Linked DNA regions of Sus scrofa: region 1 is linked to region 2. Evidence: chromatin contacts called from public HiChIP or PLAC-seq data. All regions are on one chromosome and are shown on one strand. The core of a region is the stretch at or near the end of the contact, and the rest is flanking DNA. Distances in the headings are between cores, read along the strand shown.

What was found. HiChIP or PLAC-seq counts read pairs in DNA pulled down with a chosen protein or histone mark.
Region 1: a contact with region 2 is called in an H3K27ac HiChIP or PLAC-seq map of skeletal muscle, with 4 times the contacts expected there. The contact joins the promoter of RET here to the enhancer-like site in region 2. A contact is called at or near these places in 1 of 5 promoter capture datasets (fetal liver), 7 of 47 Hi-C or Micro-C datasets (embryonic fibroblasts, epiblast stem cells, liver and 3 more) and 1 of 2 datasets of contacts at active chromatin or transcription factors (skeletal muscle).

Annotation. Positions count from the first base shown.
Region 1 is chr14:61,304,305-61,307,546 of Sscrofa11.1, reverse strand. It overlaps RET (proto-oncogene tyrosine-protein kinase receptor Ret), which reads right to left and starts at 1,729. Exons shown (of 22, transcript XM_021072832.1): 1 at 1,448-1,729. The coding sequence starts at 1,514.
Region 2 is chr14:61,143,399-61,146,658 of Sscrofa11.1, reverse strand. No RefSeq gene overlaps it. Among named protein-coding and RNA genes, the nearest start is that of BMS1, 89 kb to the right of the region's middle. Within about 2 kb of position 1,913, at least 4 of the 83 cell types and tissues checked have an H3K27ac peak or open chromatin away from gene starts, as enhancers often do. A contact at or near this core is called in skeletal muscle, where this site is marked.

The DNA.
Region 1 (3,242 bases), core at 480-2,979, 160 kb before region 2:
CCAACTCACACCTGACCAGCCTGCCCCCAACTACAAAGTTGCAACTCAGAGTTGTAAGAGATCTTTGCAACAACTTGTTTGTGTTTACTTCTAGCCTGCCTTCAGCCTCCTCCTACCTGATTCCCCTTCTTGCCACAGCACTGTGATCCCCAGACTTCCATTGCTGGAAACAGACTTTCCTGCATCCTTTCCAGGACAAGGAAAGGTTTTCTTCCCTGCCTTCCCTATGATGGACTTGGGGCACATTCTGGCTTCAGCATCTGCCTCTGGAGCTCAGGATCCAATCACGAAAACGAAGTCTTGAGCGGAACTGTGAACCCAGTGGTCCCAGAGTCTGTGCAGGACCTGAGGCTGGAAGCAGGGGGCCACCGCCTCTTCTGTTCCCAAAGGCCACAGGGAGAGAAAGCCCTTTGTAAGCGGTGGGGGAGGGTGGCTGAGGCTCTTCTCTCAGAGGGAAACTTGGTGCATAACTGCAGAAGGGAAGTCAGGGACAGTTTAAAGGAAACTAAGATTCGTGGCCAAGATGGGTCAAAGACTCTGCGGGTTCACTCACCCTGTCAGGGTTTGAAGGAAGGGGCAATGACCAGCCTTTGCAAGGCTACATCTAATTCTCCCAGCACCAATGTTGGTGGCACACAGCTCTACTCCACTCCAAGATGGTCAAAAGCGCCTGGTACAGGTTGGCCTAGAGCCGTCAAATGGTCCAAAAGGCCGCACCTTTGGGAACTCCAGCCTGGCAGCAGCGCGGGACTCTAAAGCTGCGGGTGGGGCAGAGCCACTGCTAGCCCTCAGCAGGCTGCGCTGGGCCAGTATGAGCGGGATCTCGAGGGCAGCTTCCCTAGAAACCATTGGCTTTTTGATTTTTTTTTTTTAAGTACAAAATTGGGCCAAAAAACACAAGAGACAAGTGACCTTTTAAAAAAGAACGGATCCCCTCCGTATCCCGCGGCGAACCAAGCAAGGTATGGGAGCTGGAGGAGGAATGCGCCGACGGGTAGAGCAAAAAGGAAATCACGACAGAGTAATCTTTTACAGAAACAGAACTCCCCGCCCAAGTCTCTGGCTTTCTAGGGCCACCTCACCGGTCCTCCCCCACCTGCACCGAAACGGCGACAAGGTCCGTTCAGTTCGCTCCAAGACGCGACTGCGGCACGAGGCGCGACCAGGCTAGGGCGCGCGGCTGCGACTCGGGCTCTGGGCAGCGACCCCGGCCGCCCGGCCCGCGTCCTGCTCCGACCCGAGACCCGCCCAACCCGGGGCCGGAGGCGCCCTGTCCGCCACACCACCTCTCTCCCAGCCGAGCCCAGGCGGCCGGCAACTGCGCAGCCCGCTGCCCGCCGCAAACAGAAAGGCGTTTCCTAACGCGTCCACTCCGCCGCTTGCCGCTCGCCGCGCGGCGCCAACTTCTCCCCGGCCGCTACAGGCACCGGTCCCCGGCTGGACTCACCTTCGCCGAGTAGCGGCAGCAGCAGCAACAACCGCAGCCCCACGGCACCGACCGTCGCCTTCGCCATCGCCGTGCACGCAGGGGCCGCGGCGAGAGGCACGGTGGCTTGGGCTGGGGGTCTCCGCGGCGGGGTACGACGCTCAACCAGGCCGCCCCATGCCCGCCCTGGACGCGACGGACACTGCGGCCACAGAGCGTCGGGGCGCGGGCTCCGGGGTACTCTCCGCTGCTGCGCGCCGGGCTCTCTAGCCGCGGGACTGAGGCGGGGCGGGCGCGGGCTGCGCCCGCGGAGCGGGCAGGGGCGGGGCGGGGCGGCAGGGGGGCGGGCTGGGGGCGGGTCGGCCGGGGCCAGGGTGCGGGCGGGGTGCGGGAGTAAGGGCGGGGCACCGGGTACCCTCCGGGCTCCGCCTGGTGCAGCTCACTGGGCGCGGGTGAGGGGACCACGGCTGTACGCAGTGCTCGGGCGGAGTCGGGCGCGAATAGGAGCGAGGTGCGGAACGCGGGGTGCCGGCCTGCCAGTCTCAGCCCCAATCCGCGCACCTCCGCACGCACAGCCACTCTTTCTCAGCCTATGCTCCCGCTCGTAGTCTCAGCGCTTCGACCTTCCTCGCCGCCCAGAGAGGGCAGGGAAACCACGCTGGGATGCGCGGTCTGGGCAGACTGGCTGGGGGTGCGTCCGAGCGGACATGGAGACTAGGAAGGCGCCCCGCCTCCAGGCTCCCGGCGCGGCGCGCATCCTCCGCCATTTCTCGGAGGGGGGGTGGGAGGCGCGGTGGGAGCGCGGCCTCTCTTGGGGCCAGAGAGACGGGAGGAGGGGAAGAGCCCAGGCTAGGGAAGGGGGAGCATGAGCGCTTGCGGCGCACTCTTGGGGCGAACCTGGCTCGTGGCTTACAAGGTCCGAGGAGGTTGCGATGGGGAAGACGGTAGGAGTCTCCTAGGGGTAGTTTGTGAGCCTCCCTCTTTAGGACTGGTTCAACTAATGGGAGCAAGAAACTCTGGGCACTCCTTTCAGAGAGATCTGGAGCTGGCTTTATGAGATTCTTGGAGGGTGGGTGCCCCCTACACCCTCCAAACAGAACTCTTAGGATGTGGGGCTGACTGGGTAGCAGACCAAGTGGTAGGGAAGAACTGGAGCCCAAAAGAATTTAATTTTTGCCCCCAAGAAATGATGCCCATAAACACACCCAAAAAAGCAAGGGAAGGCTCTAGGCCCCTAATTCTGAGGGGTCCTGGGCGAGGTCAGAGGTGAGTTCAAGGCCTCCGTGGGAAAAATTCACTGTTCTCCTCCCATCCCCTAGCTGCCTTTTGAGATCTGGCCTCCACCTAGGCACAGAGAATTGGAAGCCCATGGGGCCTTGGGGTGGGAGGGTCCAGGATACCCAGGCCTGAGGTGCCCCTATTTCAGTGTCTCTTCTTCGTGCTGTGCACAGAGCCCCGCCCTCTTGCCTGGCTGAGCTCAGGGCTGAATAAGAGCGGCTGCACATCACTCTGCAGATATGAAGTCAAAGTGAAGTCACCCTTGCAGGAAGGAGGAGGAGCTGCCAAGACAGACTGGCTGGGGGCTCTGCCAGCTGAGATGTCCAGAGTTGGCCTGTTGGCAGGAGGCCAGGGCTCAGGGCTGCCAGCTCAGGAGAGCCGCCCTGCGGCCACCAGACCTTGTGTTGCCTGCCTCACACTCCCAGGGCCCCAGCTCTTGGATTTATGGGGCTGGCATTAGCCATGGGGAACTCCCTTGGGTGTAGACAGGCCCTACCTCTGGTGCTAATAATAGCTGCTAAAGCTCCACATTCAGGCC
Region 2 (3,260 bases), core at 664-3,163:
AGGCGGTGTCCCCAGTTGGCCCTCCTTGTACCCTGAGCAGGGGCATGCCCTTCCCCCCACACTCCCATCCCCATCATAGCCCTTCTGCTACCTGCACAGTCCCCAACCTCTGCACCTCTCCTTTGCCAGTTCACAACCCTTCTCCCCCAAGAACCCCAGCCCCACGAGGACAGAGAGGTAGCTGACCAACACCTGGATCCCTAGACCAGGATCCAGCACGGGGGTGCTCAGTAGGTGTTCGTTGGATGAACAAATATATTTTCCTACTTAATTCCAATAGGGCTATCCCATCTGTTTTGTTTGTTTTTCATAACTGGCTGGGGGGTTCTGATCACCTTCCTATCTGTAGTACTCAGGGTTCTCCTGAGGAATAGAACCAATGGGAGGTATGTATAATAGGAGCCTGATTATGAGGAGCTGGCTCCTATGACTACAAAGACTAAGAAGCCCTGGGATCTGCAAGCTGGAGATGCAGGAAAGCCAGTGGTATGATTCCAGTCTGTATCCAAGGCCTAAGACACGGAGAGCTGATGGTGTAAGCCCTAGTCCAAGGACAGAAGAAAACCAATGTCCCAGCTCAATCTGCAGGCAGGAAAGGAACAAAGCCTCCCTCCACTTTTTGCTCTATGCAGGCTTCAAATGATTATACAAGGCCCACCCATGTGGGAAGAGCAATCTGCTTTACTCGGTCTACCAGTTAAAATCTTAATCTCTTCCATAAACACACTCATAGGCCTACCCAGGAATGATGTTTAATTTGAGTGCCCCATGGCCCAGTCAAGTTGACACATAAAATAGGCCTCCACAATATCTTACTTCTCCATATCTCATACTCCTGCCTGGTCAAGTGTCCCAGTGAACTGTCTGTCCTGTTGAGAGAGGCTGTCAGAACTTCAGGCACATTGTCAACCAAAAGGACCCCCCTCCACCAACTAAATGCCAGTCACAGATTATACAGGCTCATGTGGCCCTAGGAGGACAGTGCTGAGAGGGTAGGTTGCACAACTCACTAGCACAGAGCTGCAATTTGAACCCTGGTCCAGCCCGCTTAAGGCCAAAGCTCCCAACCACTGGTCCACTGACTCTCAAGGGGCATGCCAGCCTGGGGCTTCCCTGGTCACCTGATGACACCAGGGTAGGTGCTTCAGAGCCCTGCATGTGACAGAAGTGATATACATCCAAGGGACTCTAACCCACCTCTTGAAATCCAGTAGCTAGTGGCTTTTATATACATATAAATATTTATATATATATGTATATATATACACACACACATATATATACACACACACACACACACACCTTTATTTATTAATGAATTTGTGGCAACTTACAAATAACACAAACATAGGAAAACTGAACATCACAGCTAGACAATGGCTGTGTTTGTGTGTGTGAGTGTTTATATAACCATATCACACAAACGCCGATTTGTTCGCACATGTAGGCACATGTGTGTGTTTCATCCACACACCCACACAGGTCTGCCTAGTCTTCTAGAAATGGAGCAGGCACAGCCTTCTGACCATCAGCCTCTGACTCGCCTTGCATTTGGAAAATGTATTTGATGGGAAGGTCCAGGAAAAGAAAATGGCAGTACGAGGCTTCAATGATTTCTTAAGGACATGTTGCTAAATGATTTAATCCCTTCCTGAGACACTGCCCATGAATTGATGACCTCTGCTTTTCCTTTCTCCAGTCTGATGAGCAATGGCTTTTCTGACAGGCCAGTAAATTTCCCCCATTGCTTCTGTAAAGGAAATTTTTTTAAAAGATGATGAGGGGGAAGTGCTTTACTGCCAAGCACTCTGCACCCTGCCCCCTTTCTTCTCAGAGCATAAAGCTACAGTGGAAGGAAGGACAAGCCGGTGGCCGTGCTCCCAGGATGAGCCAAGTCCCGTTAAATTGAAACAAATGAAGGCGACTTCCAGATGGTGACTCACACACAAAGGAGGCAGGAGACAAGGGGACGGCTGGCTGCCTTCCGGAACTGCACCCAGGCTCGGCAGTGAGGCCAGAAAGGAGCACCTCCCAGCCTCTCATCCACCCAGAGCACCCTGAACCCCACATTCACATCTGAAGGGGTGGAGGAGGTCCCAGGGGGACCAGAAGGGAACCTCACTCTCCTGCCAGAGCCTGTCATTCCAACAATCACATTAATCTGACAACCATCTACCATGCCTCAATGTGGGCCAGCCTGTGCCAGGGACACCTCTACCAGGAAGTCCTCCAAGATGCAAGCCAAGGAAGTCTGTGCCAAGGCCTGGAGATCAGCAGTCCATGAGGGAAGGCTTGTGGGGAGGGGGACAGGGCATGATCCGTGAGACTGACCTTGGCCAACGCACCCCAAGGGGAGGGTGCAATGGGCAGGAGGCTAAGATGGTGGGTGCCAGGGTCTAGGGAAGGGACGAGCTAGGAGGGGTCTTGCTCAGAGCCTGTGACTCAGCCCCTCCCTCCCTGTCTTTGTACAAAACCCTTCAAGTGCTCCCACCCCATCTGTAGGGAATCCTCCAGGGCTCACCCAGTGCAAATCAGGGTAGAGGGCCACGCCGGACTGCAGTGGGACCTCCCTTCTCAGGTGTGGGTGAGTTCTACTGTAGCTGCCCTCCCAGAGCTGTCAGGAGCTAACCCACCTGGTCCTTCGGATCCTAGGATGACTCTCTGTGTCCCCAACCCTTGGCCAGGGGCTGACTTGCCCTCTGGGGCCTGAGAGGGAATAAAGCATGATGCAGTGTCTAGGCCTCCATTCCACAAGACTTGGCCCCTGAGACCAGACAGGCTCAACTGGCCTCCCAACACAGGGTGGGAAACTGAAATAGGACAGGGACAATCCCCTTTCACAGGCAAAATCAGGGCCATGATTCAAGGAGCAAACAATCTGAATCTCTAAGAAAAAAAGTACAATTAGAAGGAAAACAAACTGAAAATATTTCTATCAAATATAACTAGTTTTGTAATACATAAAAAATTCCCTCAAATTTTAATGAATTCAGCAAGTCCTTGATGGATAAAGGCACGATGGGTCTGAAACAGATAGTTTACAAGAATGAAACACAAATAGCAAAAGAAAAGATGAGAACAGAAACTAGAGCAGATGTCCAACCACAGAGCAAAGAAATTCTGATCGAGAGCGATACCAAGTTAATGTCTTGGAGTTCCCACTGTGGTGCAACAGGATCAGTGGTGTCTCTGCAGTGCCAGAATACAAGTTCAATCCCTGGCCCAGCACATTGGGTTAAGGAGCCAGTGTTGCCACAGCT